Linked DNA regions of Sus scrofa: region 1 is linked to region 2. Evidence: chromatin contacts called from public Hi-C data. All regions are on one chromosome and are shown on one strand. The core of a region is the stretch at or near the end of the contact, and the rest is flanking DNA. Distances in the headings are between cores, read along the strand shown. Region 1 holds the start of NCOA4 (nuclear receptor coactivator 4). Region 2 holds the start of PARG (poly(ADP-ribose) glycohydrolase).

Region 1 (5,278 bases), core at 2,254-4,753, 50 kb after region 2:
TTTTAAGAGGACCAAAAAAGTAGCATTAAGAGTAATAAAACTAAGGTTCCCCGTCCTGGCTCAGGAGAAACGAATCTGACTAATATCCACGAGGAAGGACGCAGGTTCAATCTATGACCTGGCTCAGTAGGTTAAGGATCCGGTGTTGCCATGAGCTGTGGTGTAGGTTGCAGACACAGCTAGGTTCTGGAGTTGCTGTGGCTGTGGTGTAGGCCAGCAGCTACAGCTCTGATTCGACCCTTAGCATGGGAACTTCCATATGCCGAGGGTGCAGCCCCCAAAAAAAAGACCAAAAAAAAAAAAAAAAAAGTAATAAAACTCCCATAGAATCTAGAATCTACAGTTCCTTCAGTTAACTGAACTTAACCTAATACATATATGTTGGTTGGTCTCTTATTATAATCACTTTAGACTTGCAACCTAACCAGTTTGTATCCAGGGACAGAGTTCACTGACTTCAGTAACACTGAGAAAGTGCTCTCCATTCCAGTAGTACATTCCACTGTGTATCCTGCATAGTGACAAGTTCTTGTTCTCTGAGTCTGAGTATAGTTTTCTGGAAAGAGTCAAAGATTAATATATGCAAACCACTTACAATAGTGCCTGACACACAGTAAGAGATATAGATATTAGCTATTTTCATTACTTTTGATAAGAGAATGGGGTATGATAATAAAGCAAGACATTTTAGGTAGTTCATCAGTGAAATAAGTCACCCTCATCTCTCTCCAGTGTTCCTGCAGAAACTTCATTACTGCTGCCCACTCCTCCTCTCCTATGCTCACTCAGTCCAGTCACAATGGCCTCTTTGCTGCTCCTCCAACATACCAATGATGCCTCATGGCCCTGGCATTTTCCTCCAGATATGGTGCACTCTCCTTCTCATCCTTAGAGTAATCTTCTTCACTATCCCATATGAAATAAGTCTTCCTTCCACATATTCCCCCTTAATATATTTTTTAACTACCTTCATAGTATTTTTCACAATCAGACATGTAGAAACTATCTATTTTTCTAAACGCACTTCAGAAAACACACTGGAAGGTATGTTCCACACAAGTTGGACTTTCTCTTTTTGTTCATTTTTATTTTTATTTTTTGGCCTTTTAATTTTTTTGTCTTTTTAGGGCTGCACCCGCAGCATATGGGGAGGTTCCCAGACTGGGGACCGGTCGGAGCTGTAGCAGCCGGCCTACATCACAGCCACAGCAACTCAGGATCCAAGCTGCGTCTGCAACCTATACCACAGCTCACGGCAACAGCAGATCCTTAACCCACTGAGTGAGGCCAGGGATCAAACCCGAGTCCTCATGGATGCTAATGGGGTTTGTTAACTGCTGAGCCACACAAGGAATTCCTCTTTGTATTCATTTTTATACAGTGGTGTTCAGTAAATATTTGTTGGAAAAATGAATTCAGGAAGTATTTAATATATCTATGTGCCAAACTTTTATTTTTACACATTATCTCATTTAGTCCTCACAAAACTTTAAGGTACTTATACATTATCCATCACAATTTTAAAAACAAAGAAACTACGGCTTGACAAGGTTAGATATATTACTTAGAGTCACAGGCTTCCAAGTAAAAGAAGCAAGATTTAATCCTAGATTTGAGTCTAAAGTCTCCAACCACACTATGTTTGTTGAAGGGATCATTTAAGTACTAAGATTTTAGGCATTCATTCAACAAATATTTACTGAGTGCCTCATACTGTGATAGTCCCTGAGGATATAAGCATCTAGAGGAAAATTTGTGCCACTGATTCACCAAAAACTAAGAAAAAAAAGGAAACTTTGAAATAAGAGACAGATTTAGAAGTCCTTCTGCAACAATGACTGGTTCTGACTGCCCTCCAGTATGCTAACACTTACTCTACAAGGGAAATTATCATACAACACTAGCTAAGAAGCTGGGGTGGAGGAACGTGTTATCAGAATAGCCTGTGCAGTTTTATGAAGCCCCTCCACAGGTTTCTGAGATTCTGGCACAGCTAAACTGACTTAATCTTAATAAAATGGGGGTGAGGCAGGGAGCCTTATGTAATTCTAAAATAAGAACTCTTCTCCCTCTTTGAGAATCACATCTTCCTTTCCCTACATAGCTTACCATACTTCTCCACTTTTGAAATACCTGTAATGTAACTGTAGAAGTTTATTTAGACACAAAATACAGTATCATAAAACTTTAGATCATTTTCACAAAAGTTCCATAGAGAAAGGGGAAGGAGAAATAAAATGTAAGAAATGTTACTGTGCTAGCCTTTACATATATCATCATACCTACTTAACAAATCTGCAAGCTAGCAAACTTTGAAAGAGCAACCAAGTAACTTGCCTGAAGGCACATGCACCACACCCTCACCTCCATTTGGGTGAGTCTTCCTCAAAGGCTCCGAGGTTTTTTAAAGTTCAGAAATGTCACACCAAGACATTTTTGCAGAAATGAACCAATTATGATTTCCTGCCCCATCCTAACCCAGTAAGGCTCAACAGTCCCTACAACCATATGTCCGTATTATCAGGTGGGCGGTGGAAACAGTTACGCGATGGGGAACCTTACCCTGATTAGGAAAAAAAAAAAAAAACACAAAAAGGCGAAAAAAGCTCTGCCTTTGTGGGTCAAATAGCCTGCAGCTCTCTGCCTTTGGCCATTCTTGATCGCATCATCCCATGTTGTATCATGTGGCACTTAAGACTATTTATGAATATTGTTTCTGCTACAAGAATTTATTTCCATGAGAATAAGGTCTGTGCCCACTCTTTTTTCATTGCCATATCCTCAACATCCTGAACATATAGGCACACTATAAGTGACTGTTGGTGGAACTGGCAAGCCTCGCTCTTCTCAGCTATAAAAAGGAGGTAATCAAGCTACCTCTTGGTATTGTTGGGCGAATTACATTCACCTTACAGTAAAACACTGTGTTGGCAGGTAGAGGGCCGAAAAAAATATTATCTTCTTTGAGCTCCCACCCAACAGGCTATGTTCTGGAAAATGGGCCTCTCCCCTCTCCAAAAGACCCAGGCGAGAGCGAGCAAAAACCTGAAGCTGTCACACCCGGGGCGCGGGGGGGAAGGCGGGCGGACAAGCAGGGGGAGGTGGTCCCCAGGCCAGCTTGTCTAAGGCCGAAGAGGCGGAGGACAGGCCGGGGCCGGGAAGGGAGAAAGAAGTGGTCCTCGGGCCAAGAGAGGCGAGGGCCGGGGAGAGAACAGGCCCTGGCCGGCGGGCAGGCAAGAAGACGTGGCCCCCGGGTCGGGCGGGTCTAAGGAGAGGCCAGCCTTTAAAGGTAGGCCCAGACAGGGCCGGGCTGGTCCAACAAGCAGTCATGGCTCCCCAAACCGACCCGCCACGTGAGAGCGGTAGGAGGCAAGCTCGCCCCGGGGCCCCCCTCCGGTTCTTACCACCTCTGAGCGCGGCTCCCGGCGATCCGAGGAGACCTTGGCGGACTGAGACGCGGCCCAACACGAGCCAAGGTCTGAAAGGCAGAGTTCTCGCGAGAACACAACCTTCTTCTCAAGTCTCTTATCACAAATTTGACAGTCTCGCGAGATCTCTACTAGGGTCTGCCCAAGGTCCTTGCCTGCCCTCCACAGGGCGCAGGGGGTAGGCGCATACATTTTCCTGGGCCCCAAAGAATAAGATTAAAGGAGAGAAACGTTTGTGAAGGCAAGCTGTTAGGAGGACTATCCTGAGTGATTCTCTCACACCAAATGTCCTCACGATGTAGATATTTTTTTAGCCTTAACGTACATATGCAGAAGTAAATGTCAGAAACAAAAGGACAAATAGATGATTCCGTTTATATGAGGTACTTAGAATAGTCATAGTTATAGAGACAAAATAGTAGTTGCCACAGGCTTGGGGAAGAGGAATTATTGTTTAATGGGTACAGACTTTTAGCTTGGGATGATGGGAAGTTCTGGGTATGGATAGTCACACAGCAATTCGAATGTACTTAGTACCACTCAACTGTATACGTAAAAATGGTTAAAATGGTTATATATATGTAGTGACCAGATATTAAAATAAGAACCTTTCTGTCCCAGTTTTGACAGAGGTTCCCATTACTAACTAAGTGCTACCCAGCAAGGTGAAAGACCATCTGAGTAGGATTTGTGAAGGAGATGATCATAAAAGTGCAGCCTCTCACCCAAGAACATCAGCGGGCAAGGCTCTCTCAGCAAAAAGCAATAGGAAACATAGGTTTAGATGCACACGCTAAAAGGGCAGTCATAGGCATAGCATACTTTTAAAGCTCCTGTTCCTCATTCCTTCTTCAATTCAAATGCAGATTCTGGAACAAGGCGACTTTTTTTTTTTTTTTTTTTTTTTTGCTTTCTAGGACCACACTTGTGGCATGTGGAAGTTCCCAGGCTAAGGGTTGAATCAGAGCTGCAGCTGCGGGCCTACATCACAGCCACAGCAACGCAGGATCTGAGCCGCATCTGCGACCCACACCACAGCTCATGGCCACAATGGATCCTTAACCCACTGAGCGAGGCCAGGAATCGAACCTCATGGACAATAGTCAGGTTTGTTACCACTGAGCCATGACGGAAACGCCAAAGGTGCATTTTTATTATCTTAGGGTGACCAAAATCCAGGATATGCCTAGATTGTTCAACTAGCCCACATAGCATGTTTGCATAGGTAGGGTTATCGGGCAGAGGGGAAGTAAAATCTCTTTACCGATTGCCCACAGATTGTCCAACAGAGAACTGTTTGCTTGTTTGTGATCTGTCACATACACACACACACACAACTCTAAGCTTCAGGAGAGCAGAGACCTGGTCTCTCTGGTTCAGTACTGTATCCCCAGGCCCAAAGCACTGCCAGGCACTTAGTAAAGACCTCTTCAGTGAACAAACGTTCTCTAACACAGAAAGAGCACGAGATGATCAGCGTTGTCACTGTTTTAACTCCCTAAATTTTAAAAACCATTACAGAGCTCTGCCTGCAAGCCGTTTCCCATCCACAAGGCAAGATCCCTGGCTTTTTAACACCCCATTGGGCTGTATGTGCTCTTGGAGGCACTTCTTCCAGGTTGTCCTGCTCTAACCTCAGGCAAACACAGATGTATATGAGGGACACAGCAAGGAGGACACTCTCTGAAGAACAAAAAGGAAGGGTAAAAAAGAAAACCTCAAAGAAAATAAAGGATCTGATTTCATCTCAAAGACCCATTTTTTTGAATTGTTCACCAAATAATGGGATGCTGGGGCATCAGAGTGAAGATATATCAGAAGCGAGAGAAGTAACAGCAGCCCTCTGAGTA
Region 2 (5,382 bases), core at 651-3,150:
CTTCTTTGGCTGCTTCTTTTTTTTTTCCTGGCAGCACCCACATTATGAGGAAGTTCCTGGGCCTAGGATCAAACTGGCACCACAGTTGCAGCCGGCACCACAGTTACAGCCTATGCCACAACTGCAGCAATGCCAAATCTTTAACCTGCTGCACCACAAGGGACCCTCTCAGTCCACTCTTAAATGACAGTGTTTCTAGAGTTTCTTTTCTAGGTCGCCTTTATTTTCACTACATGCTTTATATGATCTAACCTACTTCCATGGCATCAACTATCATGTTTATGCCAAGAACTCCAAAACCTATATTTCCATCACAGAAATATTTCCTGGGGTACAAACCCACGTATCCCATTCTCTCCAGAATCCATCCACTCTTCATCTTTCCTACAGTCTGAAACCAAGTATAAACCATCATGATCTCCTATCTAGAGTAACTCCTTAACTAGTCTTGTGCCCGCACTTCTGCTCCCTTTCAATCTATTCTTCATTTTCCACATACCAGGGAAGGACCTTTAAAATATATACATTTTAATAAACTATATGTATTTTTGATACATATATATCTCCAATCAAGTCCAATCAGGATAAAGCTCAAACCTCTTAGCATTGCCCAATATGATCTGATCTTTGTCTACTTCTTTGCAATCCCATCTCTCACTGCTCTCTGGACAACCTACATCAGCTGCACTGTGGGATCACTTCCTTAACTTCCTCTTCATCTAAATAACTCATCACTCTTCAGTCCTCAGAATAAGATCCTCACCTTCTGGCTAGGAGATTATCTTTGACCTTCAAACTAGATCAGGCACATCTGACGTCTTATCCTAACTATCTGTCTCATATACTGGAACATCCATTACCCTTTATTATATTTACCTCTGCCATTGTCTACCTCTTCTGATAGATTTTAGGGTCTGAAAACAGACCAAGTTACCTTTGTTCACCACTGTATGTCAAAGACGGGTGTAAAGCCAGTAAGACTAAGGGCTCTCCACCCAGAGACTGAGAATTAAAACTGAGGACAGCTGTGACTTTCTTTGTAACTTTCTTTATATCTAGAGACTGAAGCTTCAGGTAAAAGATTAAACCTCCTTAACGACCAAGGCAATTCCAATTAAACCCAAGGAAAGCAAACAGGTGGAGTCTCTCGCCGCTTCCCATGCTGAGTGACTGCTTGTCAGGGGTTCTCACACCACCAATCGCCACGGGGAAAATGGGGCCCCATTCCCCGACTAGTGGCCTTGATGGCTCAGCAAGGGGACCTCAGCGTTCAGAGTGATGCATACAAGACCAGAAAATGGGGGGCTGTAGTCCCTGGGTCCTCGGAGACCAAGAAGAGCTTTGGGCCAAGGCGAAGGACAAAGAGCTTTATTTCCCCACGTACCAAGCGAGGTGGCGCTGCCTCTGTGCGGTCCCGCCCGCCCCGAGACGCAGCCTGACGAGGACGGCGGGACCCTGAACTGCACGGGAGCGTCCTTGGAATCGAGGACGCGCCTCTGCCTGCTGGGGAAGCTCCGGGCGTCCGAGGCGGCCGGCGGAGAAGTTGCAGCGGCGCCCCAGCGGGGTCGCTTGGTGCAGGGCTCACAGCCGGGGCCCGCACTCATGCTGGGACCCGCAGCGAACAGTCCCCGGGCCAGCCAGGGCGGAGAGCCTCATTCACTAACCCGGAGAGGGACGGACTGCGCCTCCTTCTCGGCGCCTCCCGGCACCATGCCCTCTCTGCTGCTGCCTGCGTCTGCAGCTGCTGTTCCGTAGGCCTCCCGAGCCAGGCCCTATCCAGTCGCCTGCCTTCCCTCTTCCACAGGCACCCCACCTGCCTCAGGATGCGCCGCTTTGATTTTCTTGCTCCGTTCACTTTCCCACCACCGGAAAGCTGCCGTCAGGCGCTTCCGGTTTCCGGGACGTACGCTGTCGCAAAGCGGAAATGTGAGGTTTAGGTGCTGCCGGCGCCCGGAAGGTCAGCGTGTGAAGGAGGTGGTGGTAACGCGGGTTTCACCCGCTGTTACAGAGGAGCAACGGCCGAGCGGACGATCCCGGCCTGAGCAGCGGGGAGAAGCAGACCGGTAGTTTGCTGCAGTACCATGGAGGGCGGTGGAGGAAGCGGCAACAAAACCACAGGGGGATTGGCCGGCTTTTTCGGAGCCGGCGGAGCTGGCTACTCGCACGCGGATCTGGCGGGAGTCCCGCGTAAGTATCGGGCCTAGCTTACGAACATTTCTGACTGGTTCTTGCCACCACGCCAAACCTGCGGCGTGCCCTGTCCTTTTTTTGCTAGCGGTCACAAGCTTCAGTAGCAATCGTGGGGTTGGTGTATCTCCGGGGCCGCTCTTTCGACATCGAACGAATTTTTGGAGCCATAGATCCGGAGAAGGTTTCTGTGGTTGTCCTGGATCATGTCAACCAGGAGATGCTGCATGTTTTCTTCCTTTTATATTCAAGCTTTCTGCCTTCTCTTTCCTCTCGCACATTCCTGTATATTGGGCCTTGTGCTTGGCTCTAGGTGAAAAAGAAAACCCCCTTCTGCAAGTAAATGCATTCCAAATACCGAGTTCATAGATAACTTTTTAGCTCAAAGTCGCATATTCTAAAACCACAAGTAGCCGTCAGGGCCACTCATGCATACAGGGGAGAAAGAAACATGATTCGAGACAACTAGGGGAACACGGAAGAGAGCTGAATTTTAAAGGTAATTTATAGACAAGAAAGAAGCCAATATGAATTTTAGGAAGGGAAATACGTACAATCGAGGGTGCTGGAAGCACGAATGCCCTGCCTGTGCGCTCCTCAGTACAAAGAATGTGTATTCTAGATCTTTGAAATTATCTAACTGGGTATTCAACTGGATGACTAGAACTTGGACCTAAAAATAGGAAGTTGGTGGAGGATAAGCGTTTTATAAAACTATTTTCTCTTTTAAGAATTTTCGTACTACTTCTTTAGGTCTTTTATGCTCAGAAACCAAAAAAGCTTTTTTTTTTTTAAACACGCTTAGAAGTTCCTAGTGTGACCTGTATCAAAACTGAATTTAGGGCGTAGTTTGTATATGATAACTTATAGAACAGAACTGTAGGGAGTTTGTGTATAATAAGTCACAGGAGCTCCGCATTTGGAGCACAAAGGGCTCTGCTTTAATGTGAAAAACCATTGTTACATTAATTGAAATTTGAAGGTAAATTAAAAGATGGAGTCAATACCATTTATTGAGTACTGTAGATGGATTTTTCTGGGTGCAGAACTAAGACAGTTAAATTTAAAAAGATGATTGCTGTTTTTGTGGACCTTACATCCTATTGAAGTGAGCCAGGTAACAAAAATGTTTCAGTGACACACTTATCACTAAGTGTCTGAAGGCAATAAAGCAGGATCTTGAGATGGTAGGAACTGGAAGCCTTTTAAGAACAGATCAGGGAAAGCAACTCAGGGGTGCTGGCTTTTGAGCTGTGACCTGAATACAGTACAAATGTGGGGAAGGGTAAGTGTTGAAGGAAACAAACCATTAAGCCGTTGTGTCTACACAATGGTGTAGAAGGTGGTGTGATAGAAGATAATGAGATTTAGAAGGGCAAGGAATGGCAGCCAATGTGCTGTTTATTAAGCCTTTTAAGGAGTCTAGTTAGGTAGGAGATGGTTAGGATGTGAGCCTTAGTGCTTAGATCAGGATGGTAGCAATAAAGATGGTAAGGAACACAGTTCGGGATAGGTATTGTTTATACAACTAATAAGACTTGCAGTCGATTCTGGATAATGAGTAGAGTCCTGGGTAATGGGTAGATTTGTGAACAATCAGCTGAGATGCAGGAGGATCCAAAGTTTAAATTTTAAACATGAGAAAGTTGATTTTCCCTGATTTGTCTATCTTCAAAGTTAGTGGAATTCAAGTCTGGGCCTCTCAGAGGTCCCATTTTCTTTTGCCATGACCCCCATCCCTGTGGTGAAGACCTACGAATTCTGTATCCTGTAAATCAGTCCTGTCAGCAACTGTCAACACGAAGATCTGAAGGAACTGCCTTTAAATATTTATACAGAGCGTATGAGGCAAATGATGTTTTTCTTATGAAATTGGTTTCTTGTCAATCTTATTTTACACCCTGTATAGTTGTTGAACATTTTTGCAGTAAAGTAGAAAGAAATAGTTTTATAATTGACCTGGCCTTTGCTTCCCGCTACTTTGATTATTTGATCCATGTTACTGCCAATATGAGAACCTGAGACACAAGTGCAAAATTAAGGGCCCCAAGAGAGGCAGCCCATAAACTACCAGACAGGGAGGATAAGACTAGGAAAGTGGGAGAAAAATTTACATTCATTGGACTTATAACTCAAAACTGCAAAACATGTGAATAATCGAGAGCAGAATTAACACTAAATGAAATAACTTTTAAAATTTTTATTGCCATGTAATGTTTTGTTTTCTCTCTAGTAACTGGTATGAATCCTCTGTCTCCTTATTTAAATGTGGATCCACGATATCTTGTGCAGGTAAGATTTAGACTAGTCCTTTTATGATTTTCCTAGATTGGTCCTTTAACTATGCATTTAAAAAAATAACCCCAAGTACTTAACGTTTACTTCTGTACCTGGTGCCTCTGGAGACACCAAGTCTCTGGTCTCCATTCACCTTTTTTTCCTTATAAACTCAGGGGATTTGGTTTGCCTCTCTTCCTGACACTACTTGATTAAAGGATTTGGGGGGTTTGTCTTTTTTTTTCCATTTTTTAAAATTGTGATAAGATACACTAGCAAAATTTGCCACCTTTAACTGTATGGTGGTATTTAATGAATTCCTAATAGTGTACAACCATTATCACCTACCACCGCCATGCTTTCATCTTATAAAACTGAAACGCTATACCTATTAAAACAGTAATTCCTTTTTCCGTCCCCCCACCTCCTGGCACCCACTCTTCTGCTTTCTGTGTCTGGTATTTAAATACTCAATACCTCAAATACGAGGAATCATACAGTATTTATTTTTATGTGACTAGTTTAGTTCATTCAGCATAATGTCCTCTGTATTGTATGTATCAGAATCTCCTTCCTTTTTAAGGCTGAATAGTATTCCATTGAATAATATTCCATTTTGCTTATCTATTTATCTGTCCATGGACACTTGGATTGCTTCCATGTTTTAACTACTGTGAATAGTGCTGTTATGAACACTGATGTACAAATATTCTTTCAGACCCTCCTTTTAATTCTTTCTATTATATATCCAAAAGTGGAATTGCTGGATCATATATGGTAATTGTATTTTTGATTTGCTGAGGAACTGCCATAGTATTGTTTTCTGCAACAGCTGTACCATTTTACTTTCCCGCCAACAATGCACATGGGTTTTAGTTTCTCCCGTTTGTTATTATCTGGGTTTTTAGATAATAGCTA

What was found. A called contact is a pair of places that touch in the nucleus more often than the background predicts.
Region 1: a contact with region 2 is called in a Hi-C map of skeletal muscle, with 5 times the contacts expected there. The contact joins the promoter of NCOA4 here to the promoter of PARG in region 2. A contact is called at or near these places in 2 of 5 promoter capture datasets (fetal liver and liver), 24 of 47 Hi-C or Micro-C datasets (alveolar macrophages, blood, brain and 9 more) and 2 of 2 datasets of contacts at active chromatin or transcription factors (alveolar macrophages and skeletal muscle).

What each region holds. Positions count from the first base shown.
Region 1 is chr14:90,527,668-90,532,945 of Sscrofa11.1, forward strand. It overlaps NCOA4 (nuclear receptor coactivator 4), which reads right to left and starts at 3,504. Exons shown (of 10, transcript NM_001243122.1): 1 at 3,405-3,504.
Region 2 is chr14:90,479,115-90,484,496 of Sscrofa11.1, forward strand. PARG (poly(ADP-ribose) glycohydrolase) reads right to left here and starts at 1,901. Exons shown (of 18, transcript XM_005671222.3): 1 at 1,814-1,901. LOC100157391 (mitochondrial import inner membrane translocase subunit Tim23) reads left to right here and starts at 1,841. Exons shown (of 7, transcript XM_001926555.6): 1 at 1,841-2,187; 2 at 4,421-4,479. The coding sequence starts at 2,082.